Regions from separate parts of the Bos taurus genome. Here regions 1 and 3 are each linked to region 2. The links are chromatin contacts, called in public Hi-C maps. All regions are on one chromosome and are shown on one strand. The core of a region is the stretch at or near the end of the contact, and the rest is flanking DNA. Distances in the headings are between cores, read along the strand shown.

What was found. Hi-C and Micro-C count contacts between places; a contact is called where the count stands out from the background.
Region 1: a contact with region 2 is called in a Hi-C map of skeletal muscle, with 4 times the contacts expected there. The contact joins the promoter of CYSTM1 here to the enhancer-like site in region 2. A contact is called at or near these places in 3 of 11 Hi-C or Micro-C datasets (liver, skeletal muscle and an unstated tissue).
Region 3: a Hi-C map of blastocyst shows a contact between it and region 2, with 2.6 times the contacts expected there. The contact joins the promoter of HBEGF here to the enhancer-like site in region 2.

Annotation. Positions count from the first base shown.
Region 1 is chr7:51,362,510-51,366,217 of ARS-UCD2.0, reverse strand. CYSTM1 (cysteine rich transmembrane module containing 1) reads right to left here and starts at 1,649. Exons shown (of 3, transcript NM_001078164.1): 1 at 1,542-1,649.
Region 2 is chr7:51,429,545-51,433,743 of ARS-UCD2.0, reverse strand. All of the region lies in intron 2 of CYSTM1 (cysteine rich transmembrane module containing 1), which reads right to left. LOC132345757 (a long non-coding RNA gene) reads left to right here. Exons shown (of 2, transcript XR_009495279.1): 1 at 1-3,606. Among named protein-coding and RNA genes, the nearest start is that of CYSTM1, 67 kb to the right of the region's middle. Within about 2 kb of position 2,118, at least 29 of the 102 cell types and tissues checked have an H3K27ac peak or open chromatin away from gene starts, as enhancers often do. A contact at or near this core is called in blastocyst, liver and skeletal muscle, where this site is marked.
Region 3 is chr7:51,542,540-51,546,322 of ARS-UCD2.0, reverse strand. It overlaps HBEGF (heparin binding EGF like growth factor), which reads left to right and starts at 1,540. Exons shown (of 6, transcript NM_001144090.1): 1 at 1,540-1,866; 2 at 2,064-2,237. The coding sequence starts at 1,821.

The DNA of each region.
Region 1 (3,708 bases), core at 400-2,899, 67 kb after region 2:
ACACTTATGCAGCGTTACCTGGAAAGCCCACACACTGAAAGTAGTAGGTAGGAAGGGGGGAATCTGTTCTACAATTAACAAAGAGCATGGAACTCCTTTCAGCTTCCCCAGTGCCCCCATATTCATGTTTTGGGCACTGATTATCCTTCAAGAACTTCTGTGCCATTAAATCTCCTATCATTCACTTGCACTTTGGGTTTCACCTAGGAGAAGGCAATGGCAACCCACTCCAGTGTTCTTGCTTGGAGAATCCCAGGGACGGGGGAGCCTGGTGGGCTGCCGTCTATGGGGTCGCACAGAGTCGGACACGACTGAAGCGACTTGGCAGCAGCAGCAGCAAGGTATAAGAGGTGTTGTAGAACACTCTGAAACCTCTAAAGGGTTAAGTGCTGTGGACAATACAACCTCAATGCATATGGAGGAAGGCAAATCCCGTAAACAGTCATAACTGATCGGATCAAATGAGATAAGAGAAGGCAGCTGGGTGCTTCTTTTCCCTCAGAAGAAGGAATTATTTAAAAATCTAGGATAATTGGCACCTGGCTGCCTACGCCCCCATCCCTGTCTCCTACAAACATTTCCGAAGCAAGGTTTCCAGAATCCCAACAGATTAGAGTTCTAGGCGTTGTCATCTCTTTTCCAGGCTGTCACAACAGCCTCCTCAGTCTCCCCATACCAGTGTTCCCCCTACCGCAATCCAGCCGACGCTTCAATGGGCTCCCACCCACAAACCCTCAGCTAAGCACTCAAAAGTTTTTTCAAATGGGCCCTAACCTAACTTTCCAAACTTCTCCTCCGACCCCAAAACCTCCCTAGCACTCAATCCAGTAAGTCTTTCCTTTACTTCCAGCTCAAGGTCTCTTTCCCAGAGGTCCCCGTTCCCTCCCCCTACTCTTCCAACCCCCACAGCTGCCGGAGATTAGCCCCATCCCTTGGGGCTCCGCTCAGATTTCACTCCCCCCAACAGGTCTATTCACATTTCTATCAACCGCATTCAACAGGACTGAAACATCTTTTCTGAACACCTCTGGTCCCAGCTCCCGCCGGGCCTCGCGTCCCCAGCAGGCTCGGTTCTGCGCATGGAGTGGGTCGCCCGCAGCACTCTAGAAATCGCAGCTCAAGGCGAAGAGACGCGGACGCCTCCCGCAGACGTCCCTCGAGACCGGGTGTGGCAAGCCTAGCTCTCAGTCAGCCGACTCCTCGCTACGCGGAGCCCCTAAGTCCTCGGCCCAGAGGCCCCGGCGGGCAGTGCGGGATCTTCCCAGCCTCAGCCAGCGGCGCTGCGACTGGACCCGGAGGAGCAGCCGCTAAGCGCTGGGGTGTGTATCAGGCCGGCTCCAACAGCTCCGCCGGCTCCCGGCCTCTCCCCCAGCTCTGCTCGCTTCCCGGCTCGAGTCCGCCCATAGCGCCCGGGAGCCCGTCGCTTTCCCGGCGCCCTCTGGGGAGCTCGGGGGTGCGCAAAAGCCCGGAAGGGCGCTGCCCGCGCCTAACCCCCTCCTTGGTCCCAGCTTGGCTGGGCCCGGGTCCACCGCGGGCCTCACCTCTCCTCTCTACGAATCCGCTGAGCACTGGTTCGGCCGGGACCCGCTGGAACCTGACGACACCGCACAAGTGGCGCCGCACCTGCCAAGGAGCAAGAGAGGTGACTAGGCTCGCCTGACGTCACGGCCTCCCCGAGCGCCGCGAGCGCGGAGTCACCTGATCACCCTGGCAACACGCGCGGGGCGGGGCGAGGCGGGGGGCGGCGTCACAGCGCGAGCCCCGCCCCGAGCAGCGAGGCCCGGAGGCGCCACCCAGAGAGCTCCCGAGCGGTTTACGGTAACTCGAGGTCCGGGTCCGGCCGTCCGGCTCCGGCTTCCCTGCTCTGGCCTTAAAGTAGGCATGGATAAGTGGGCATGGATACCCGAGGCTCCAAAAGGCAGTCACCTCAGGCTGGATCAGTGCTCCGAGACTCCAGACGTTATCCCCTCACCGTCAGGGCAAGTGCCTGGCCTCAGGGCCTGTGTCCTCACCGAACCCATAAGGGATTCAGTGCAAGGCATGCTGCAGGCTTCGCTTGTGGGCCGCTTCTCTCCGCGTCTTCTTCTAGATCCAACTAGGTTTGAGGGTTTGCTTCGAAAACTGTACATGAGAGGACTGGGGCTGAGTTTGGTAACTGGATTGCTCTCTGGCAACTTTACCCATAAGCCTCACAACAAGTAGTGCAGCCTTTGCTGGAGAATATAATAGTAAGACTTCATTCACTCAGGATGAAGAACAGGCTGTAGGCCAGCCCAGTCCTCCAGTCCTGCAGCCCTCCTCCTCTGCCAACAGAAAGAGAAAGCACTGAAACACCCAGAGCAAAGCTTAGCACAACTCTGAAAGTCCTAGTTGAAGTCCGATTTGTTTTCAGTTTAGAAATTGATTTTCCCTTCAGTTTCCTCCCCTAGCTCACTATGATGGTATGCCTACATCTCTGTGACTTTCCAGTCACTAGACATAGACCGTCAGTTTCAAAATGAAAATGTAAGATCCTGTGGAGGCCCTGGTTTGAGAGCCACTGCTTATTCTATCCCTTTACTTCTTTCTGAGTTCCATTTAAGTTTTACTCTCCTACACGCTGCACCACTATGGAAGTTTCATATATGTTGTCCTTCCCTCTTAGAGTATGGGATTTTAAACCAAAAAGTTACTTTATAAATAACTTCTAGTGAGCATCTTTGACTGGCAATGGGTACTTAAGGCACGATCCTTGAAGATTAAAAGTTTATGAGTGGTGCATCTCATATCCAAGTACCACCTGTACTGTTTACTTAATAGTTTTGTTTCAAGTGACACTTGTTTATTTTTATACATTTAAAAAAGAAACTAGCATATAAATGGGGTGGGGGAAAGACAGCTGTGAAAGAGAAGAATCATGGCTCCAGACAGAGTTGTACTAAAAGGAAAGAGATTTAAAACATGAGCCCAGGTCCCAAAGAGCAGAGATTAGGAGGCAGGAAGATGGTGGGAGCAGAGCAGGGGTAGCCAGACCTGGGGTGGCTGGTTGGGCTGAGGAGAGGAGCTCTAAATGCAGGTTAGGGATGCGTGGGGGAAAAGCTGCGCTGGAATGAGGTTTGAGGGATGCAGTAGAGGGGAGAAGTCTGGGAGTGGAGAGAATGGAGAGGGGATCTAGAGGAAGAAGGAACAGTGGTTTGAGGAGGGACTACTGAAAGGAAGGGTGTGCTAACAGCATTAAGGAAAGGGAGATTACAAAAATGAGGACTGCAAGGAAGGAGGAGCAGTGAGAAGAACCTGATGGAGGCCCTATGGGAAAGCTCAGAGCTTCTGAGGCTGTAATGTGGGCAGAGCAAGGTGAGATGAGAGTGGGGGCAGGGTTAACTGCCTTGGAAGAGAGGGCAGCTGGACATACAGGGCCATGCTGTGGGAGAAGAATGGTGTTTTCAGTAAGGTCCTTGGCCACTCCCATTTTACTGAGTTGTTTGGGATAATGGCAATAAGCAGTTCATGATCTGAGCCACAGTCAGCTCCTGGTCTTGTTTTTGCTGACTGTATAGAGCTTCTCCATCTTTGGCTGCAAAGAATATAATCAATCTGATTCCGGTATTGACCATCTGGTGATGTCCATGAGTAGAGTCTTCTCTTGTGTTGTTGGAAGAGGGTGTTTGCCATGAGCAGTGCGTTCTCTTGGCAAAGCTCTGTTAGCCTTTGCCTTGCTTCATTCTGTAC
Region 2 (4,199 bases), core at 869-3,368:
CTGGGTAGTGTGAGCTTGTCCAAGTTCTGTTGTATCAGCTGCCCTCCACAGAGAGAGCCCTTTCCCTTCTCTCATGGCACAGGTCTAAATCTCATTTGGCCCCACTCAGCAACACAGGAAAAGCTGTTCAGGGTCTGGGAGTCAAGACCCACCACCAGGGGAGCCTAGTCAAAAAGAAGAGAGCCTGATAAGGCACATGACCTATGTGGAACTATGTGGTGGATGTTCCCATTTCACAGGTAAGGAACTCGAGGCTCAGAGAGGTCAGGTCTCTTGTTGAAGCACAGAAACAGCCAGAGCAGGAATGTGAGCCCAGGCCCCAACTAAGATAGCAAAGGGACCAGGAGGAGCAGAGGAGTGAGTGGGCTCCAGGACAGTCTTCTCTCACCAGCCATCGCACACCCAACTTGGGTCACCAGAGCAGGAAAGCCCCAGGCAGGGCGACCTGCCATTTCTGCCCCAATGACCGACCCAGGTTCCCAGCCTCCCCTGATCCTGCAGGGGTAGCGCTGGACAGGGGTTGGCTGTGGCTTCCCTTGCCTAATCTCTGGTTGCATTCTCCTTGACAGGGGACTGGCTCTGCTGCCCTGAGGACGGAAAGGCTCCCTCCCCTGCAAAGGCAGCCTGTTGGACCCAGGCCAGAGACCTAGCCCAGGGCTGGGCTCCTGTGTGCTGGGCCCTGCAGTCTCTCGCAAGCTGCCTTTACGAGGTGCTCACTACGTGCCCCAACCTATGCTGAGGGCCTTCACAGCCCCACAGGACACCTGTCTGCTCCCGGCTTCCCCACTCCCAGCCCTTCCTCCTGTCAGAACCACTGACCCACAGGTAGCTTCGTCAGGAAAACAAAGATGTCTCCGTCTTGCTTCCTCTTGTCACCTTCCTCCTCTTGTCCACATCTGTCCTAGCCAGGGCTTATTTCACATGACGTCCTCCACAGCCTGGTGCAGTGGAGAGACTCAGCTGATTACCCCCAGACAGTGGTTACAGAGGTTAGAAATAGTCAGTCTGGCTTAAAGAAAAAACAGAACTTCAAGCCCGAGGGCTGCGTCAGCCTTGATGGGGGTAGTTAGTGCTGTACCTACCTTAGAAACCCGGTCAGTTATTTCCTGGAGCACTGAGTCTTCCAAAGCCCTTATTATGTCTTTTTCCTTCGCATTAGCTGAGGACAGAACCTATCCCCCCAGACTGTAGAGAAGACGGGGGCGGGGGTGTGGAGGAGTCTGTTTGGTAAAGTAGGTCTGGAGGTAGGAGTGAAGTGATTTCCTTGCTTGCTTCCCATCACCAAAGCAGGGATGACGGGCACAGGAGAAAGCTCTGAGGAAGGCCTCACAGCACCCACTGTGGGGCCCGGAAACTGCGTATTTTATAACTGAATCTTCCTAGGTGCCCTGCCTACCTGCGCAGTCTGAGGTACTGCTCCTTCAGAGAGGCCTGCTGCACTGAGCAGCGGGTCTGGTCTGCCTCGGGCCCCACCCCACCTCGAGGCTTCTGCTCCTCACATCCTCTACTCTGCCACCCCTCCCCATCCCTGCCCTGCAGTGGTGAACCCCCGTTCCCCCCGAGAGCTCCCACACTGCCCTAGCTCAGCAGTCAGGATGCAGCCCTGCTGCCCGAGTCCTGGGCCAGGACAGCCTCCCTGGGTACCTTAAGTCAGGGCACTGTATATACACCACAGCTTCGCTGGCCGTACTGGTTCCCCAGAAGGAACTGGGGCGTAGAGGATTCTAACGCATGTGTTTCCACACCCAGGCCACATGAGCCTTTCTGGCAACTGGCCTGTACTGGCGAGCTGAGCATGGGGGGTGGGGGTGGCAGGACCATGGTTATGTAAGATGTTAAACATTAAGAGAGGCTGGATCAAAAGTACACAGCAACTGTACTATTTCTGACTCGTCTGTAAATCTACAATTATTCCAGAATTTAAAAAAAATTTTTTTTCTTTTAAAGGAAGGAACAATGGAGAGGGATCAAAAGTGCAGTGGGAGCAGTCAGTGCCCAGTGAGGGGCACTGGGTCTGGTGTGTGCAGGGTCTGGTGTGTGCAGGGGCTGCGCACACAGCGCTCCTACTGAGGGGTCCAGTGCCCCCTTGTGGCCAGCCTGGGCACCAGCTCCTGCTAACGCAGGCAGGCCTTTACAGATGGGCCCACGCACATAGCAACCAAAAGGCTTACCGCCCCATTTGCTGTGTAGTATCTCAGGAGTCAAGGCCACCTTATTCAGCCTGTGCCCTGGTCCCAGGAAAGGGACTGAACAGACTCTCAATTTCCAGAAAACTGTGGTTGAGTTGGAGAGCAGGTCTAGAGGTTCCTTCACCAGCTTGTCTGCCTTGCCCCGACACGGCCCTTTTGTACCAACCTTCAGTGTCCTCAGCCCCATTCCAGGAGTGGGGCCAATACTCAGAGTTGCCACGTGAATGCAGGTGCAAAAGACGGCGTGAGTAGTGGTGGTGTAGGGGTTGGGGGATGTAGAGGGAAGGGGGTGTGAGCATGTGTGTGACTTGGAGGCCCAGCCTCGGTCAGAAAGGCCCAGGGGCGCTGAGCAGACTCTGGCAGAGGATCCTCATCCACTGTCTTGCCTCAGCTGGAAGCAGAGAAGACAGATGCAAGATGCCTGGAGGCACGCAGCCCCCTGGGCCCAGCTGCCTGCTCACCGAGCCCTGGGGTCTTCTCCGGGGCCACCAGCCACACCAACCAGCAGTCCCAAATTCTAGGACTACCGTAGTGTACACCCAGGGAACAGGTATTCACATGGGCTACTCAGAACCCTGGTTCTGGGCATGCAGTGGGCAAGCAGGCTCCAGGCCACACAGGGACCCGGGCAGGAATGTGAGTGGAGACTCTTAGCCAAAGGCTCCAGTTCTCAGTCAGCCCCATCCTGGAATCTGAAACCTCGGCTTGCTCAGCTCAGACATTTTAAATGATTAATCAAGGGCTTTGAAGTGGTAATTGAGCCTTAGCAGGCTGTTAGTCCTTGTGCCTGCATCTGTCTGCAGTCCCAGCCCAGGAAGCTAGTAAGGAGAAGCAAATACAACAGACCGGGGCCTTCCAGACAGTTCTGACATCTCGGGCCTTCTTGCTCCAGAAACGAAGGAAGCTGCACCTTGGCCTCTTGTGCAGGCTCAGACCAATGGTGGGCACCCCATGCTGCTCCTTTACTGCTGAGACCACCACAGCCCAGCGCCGCCCCGGGAGTGCCCCCGGTGGAGGTGACAGCTCTGCCAGAGGCAGGAGGCCTGTGGTCAGTGCTCAGCTGTCTTCACCCCATCTTCTAAACCAGCATCCAAAACAACATAAGGCCAGCCTTGCACGAGGTATCAGAGGATGCCGAACAGCCCTCCTCCTGCTCAGACCAAGAGGTAGGAAGAGGGAAAAATCTTAATGCATCTGAAGAATAAGTACAATCTCAAGACGGCCCCAGGACAGCTCCTGTGCCTTCCGAGCAGCCAGAGACAACACACTGCTGGCTGAGGATGCACTCGAGCTTTCCTTGGGTGTGCACGTGCGGTGGGACCATTTTTTACTCAGCACAAGGGGGCTGCACCCGGGACGGAAGCTGTCCTAAAGGCAGTACCCCTCTGCCACCTGCTCTGAAGGCCACGAGCACCAGGTAAATACGCTGGGGGAGGGCTGCCGTAGGGGATGAAGGGCGGCCAGGAGCATAGAGGCAGTCAAGGGAGTGTGGTTTTCACTGGAGCCTGGAGGTTAAGAGCAGGAGAGGTGAGGCGCAGTTTCCTCTCTCCACGGCAGGAGGGATGCGGGCTGGTGCACCGGCACAGCCTTGGTCCTCTCGCGCTCTGTGACAGCACCGGCCCTCCCGGGCCTCACGCCTGCCCTGCTCCTTCTGCCACTTCAGCCATGTCTTCCACGACTGTGTCCCTCTTCTTGCTTCAGTGTCCCAAGACACCTACTCTAAGGCACGGCAGGCTGGGAGCTGGCCCACCAGTTCATCCGTCCACTCATGTGCCTACTGCCTGCCGCCCCACTGAGCAGCCAGCCAGTCCAGCATCACTGTCAGACATTGAGTGCCAAGTGTTGCTGTGGATTGGTCTGGAAAGGGTGGGATGTCTGCTGACTGTGGGTCCCTGTCCCGAGATGTCCAGAAGTGCAGCCACCACCATCCTCTGAGGAGGAGCTGCTGGACAAAACCCAGCAGCCATCACGGCCCAGCCTGCCTCAGCCAGAGCACCCAGAGGAGGGCTC
Region 3 (3,783 bases), core at 291-2,790, 110 kb before region 2:
TACTGAGGTCCTAGGCCCGATACTGATCACCCAAAGGAACAATCCCACAGTGGCGCTTGGCCAAATAGGTGATAGGTAAGCTTCCTCCTAAAACCAGCCCAACCACACATGAAGCCTCAGACTTGTGGGGAAGGGAGAGAAAAGAAGTCTCTAAGGAAATGGAATGGTCAATGTAGAATGCTTAGTAATAATAATGATAATAATATGGCACATTTACTAGAACATGTCTGTTCCCTTGATCAATCTTCAAGAAGCTCTCTATAAAGTAGGCATTATTATTTTTGTTATTCCCATTTGAGAGACGTGGAAACTGAGACTCAGTGAGATTAAACATCTTGTCCAAGGTCACACAGTAAGAAGCCAAGTCAGGATTCCAGCTAAGGTCTATAGTGATTCCAGGGCACTGTGGAAACCTAAACCTGGGGGTAGTTGCTAGGGGCAAGTTAAGAAGCCAGAGCCCCATGGACTCCTGCAGAATTATGGATGGGGAGGGAGAGTGGAACAGGCTGTGTATAAATAGCAGGCCTGTTTTTATCCCTACACATGGGCTGAAGCAGGCAAGCAGCTCTATCTGGCACAATTTGAGGGCTCTGAATGCCAACCCAGCCTTGTGTCATACAACTCCCGCCCCAGCATGTCCCTGGGAGCTGAAATGCCTACTGAGAGTTATTTCTTTGGGTCAGGACATTGACTCCAGAGGATTTCTGTAAAAATACATAGATTGTTAGAGAAACACATCAATCTCCTGGCACCTGTTGAAGGTGGCAACGTAGGCCAGCCAGCTGGGTCCTGTGGGAGGGGGCTCAGCTTTTCTGTTGAAGAAGATGGCGTTCAAAGACAAAGAAAAGTATGAGGCTTGTTTCACAGCCTGTGTTTCTTCAATCCCAGAAGCCTGGGAATTATAATCCAGAGTTCAAAAATCCTAATGGAGACTATGTCATCTGGGACAAAGATGGAAAGAAGCCACTCCAGTGGATGGAAGAATACTAACTTCCTTTGCTTTTGCTGGGTTGATACCAGATGCCTGCAGCTGCACTTGCTGGCATTCATGTGTTTAATTTTTAAATGATAAATGAATTAATTATTATTTACTCCTTGATTTGTGGGTAGGCAAAGAAGCAGGTTTCTGAAACTCAGAAGAAGACATGGGCGGAGATCTCTAGTTTAGAGCACGGATAACCGAAGAGACCAGGCCTGGAAGAGAAGAAAAAACGAGGGGTGTCCAAGGGCGAAGCGCAGCTCAGCGGTCACAAGGTTGCAGCGGCGGACCAGCATTTGGGGAAAGGTAGGAACTGGTCCCCGCCACCTGCCGGTCAGCAGCCCTACCCACAGTCAGGCCGCGGCTGCACTGGCCTAGTCCCAAAATATGTGAGCGCCGCCCCTTTCTCCCGCCCCCTTTCCCCGCCGCGCCCGCGGGGTCGGGGGCTGAGCGGTCGGCGCCTGGAGCCCGGCCGGCATCCCAGAGCGGGAGGCGGGAGGGGGCCGCGGGGGGCGGGGCGGAGCCTCGGCGCCTCCCGAAGCCTTATTCCAGGCTGCACGCCGAGGAGTGCTCAGTCGACCCAGGGAGCTGCGCGCGGCAAGCAGCTGGCTCTCTTGCTTGAGGCACTAGGGCTCGGGCGGTCGGACAGACGGAGTGAATAGAGAGACGCCCAGCGGCCGCGAGCTCCGCGCAAATCCCAGGCAGGCTTGCACCCAGAGGCCGGCAGCCGACCGTGCCCGCCGGGATCTCCAGAGCTTCTCCCGCCCGTCTCCCGTGCCAGCGTCCGGTGGTCGCCGCCCCCCAAAGTGATTGCTGCCTCGCCTCCGCCGAGTCCGGGACCATGAAGCTGCTGCCGTCGGTGGTGCTGAAGCTCTTTCTTGCTGCAGGTAAGCGGGCTGCCGCCGCTCCCGGAGGTCTGGGGGGATGGGGACTCTGCTGGGGGCACGGGGGAAGATCGCTGCAGCGTCCCCGGCGCGAGCCACTTGGTGGGGCCCGTGCTCCCTGGCTTGCGGGAGCCGGCCGCGGTGCATGGCGACTGGGGTCTGGGCTGGGGGTCTGAGGCGGCCTCGCCCCTTACCCGCAGTGCTTTCGGCGTTGGTGACTGGCGAGAGCCTGGAGCGGCTTCGGAGAGGCCTGGCTGCTGGAACCAGCAATCTGGACACCCCTACTCAATCTACGGACCAGCTGCTGCCCGCGGGAGGTGGCCAAGGCCGGGAAGTCCTGGACTTGGAAGAGGCAAACCTGGACCTTTTCAGAGGTGCGTGTGGGGGCTGCCCATCTTCGGACCCTGGTGGTCAGTTGAAGTATCATAGGATCTGGCATTTATGCCGATTGGGCACAGTTGTGGTTTGGAGCTTTTCAAGAGAGGACTTCAAGGAAAAGCCTCTTGGCCTGACAAGCTCCCTGGGGGATCCTAGAACGTAGGTCCTGTTATCTTTTTTGTCCTCGGGTCTCACATGCCACATTGCTGCCCTTCTGCATACTTGGGGGCAAATTGAGACAGGCAAGGTGCTTGGGTTTTGTGTGTTCTTCTCTGAGGTAAGCTAGGTGACAGGAACAAGGACTGGTTGAGATGCTTTCCCTAGAGTTTCTATATAAAAATGTGCACAAGATCTAATTTCCACATTAATTGACTATTATGTATAAAATCACAGATGTGGAGGTGCTAGGCACATACCAGGTGTGCAGGATTAGTCTCCTGCATCCACCTGTCTCCAGGTTGGGGAAACAGTGGGGAATGAGGAACACTTGGTCCTGCCAGGTGAGGCCGGCACCTCTTGGGGAGGCTGTGAATGGCGAGCACTGGGACCCTAGAGAGCTGTTTTGATATGCTGGGTGTCCACAAATCCTTCACAAGCCTGGATACTTCCTGACCACTTGGAGGCCCTGAGAGGGGCTCCAGAGGAGGAAGGGCCAGGTGGGATCCTTCAACCAGCAAAGGTGCTGTGGCCAAGTACATACAAGTGCAGGGCAGAGTCCAGAGCCTCCAGTATTGCCTGTTTCCCTGCCCCCAGTCACCTGCAGAGATTCTTGAGGGTGGAGCAGGGACTGAGCCCTGGAGCCCCGGAATGACTATATTTGGTTGGAAAGATACCCACCTGTTCTAACTCTGCCTGCTTCTCTGCCACTCTTCTTCTTCCTTACCCAGGGATTACCTTAGGTGCTGTCCACTCCAAAGCTGAGGCTGGGCTCTCACCTTCCATCCTTTCACAGTAGCCCTCCAAGGGGGCGGGGATCACCCCTGGCCTGAACAACCTGGATTCTCCTGGCCCTCTCCTAGGAAGGGCAGAGCTGGGCTGTGACTCACTCTCCACCCACACAGCTGCTCCTCATACCTCGCAGACCTGACTCACTGCTCCCTCTCCCCAGCAGGAGCCTGACTGTCACCCTGTCACTCTCTCCCTCCCTTTTATGATTGGCTCGTTTCTCCTGCCTCAGTTTCACCACAACTGTGGTCACTAATTTCCTCTGAGCATCTGCTTCTTCTGAGTTCTGAAGGGGCCTGGGTCTGCACGGTAGGAACAGGGGACTATGGGACTATTGGCACCTGTCTCTTCTCTTTTCTCAGGTTTGCTGGGCAAAGACTATTTTTCAAGTCTAGGGATCCTGTCACCTGAAATAAGTAACTGTTACCATTTACTAAGTGTCTTCTGTGTTCTAGTCACTTAACATGTTATTGTGAATTAATTAATCCTGCTGCAACCCTCTGAAATAGGAACGCCTGTTCACTTTTTACCAAGAACCTCAGGGTTCAGAGAGATTAAGGGACTTGCCCAGGATCACATGGCTGTAATTCGAGCACC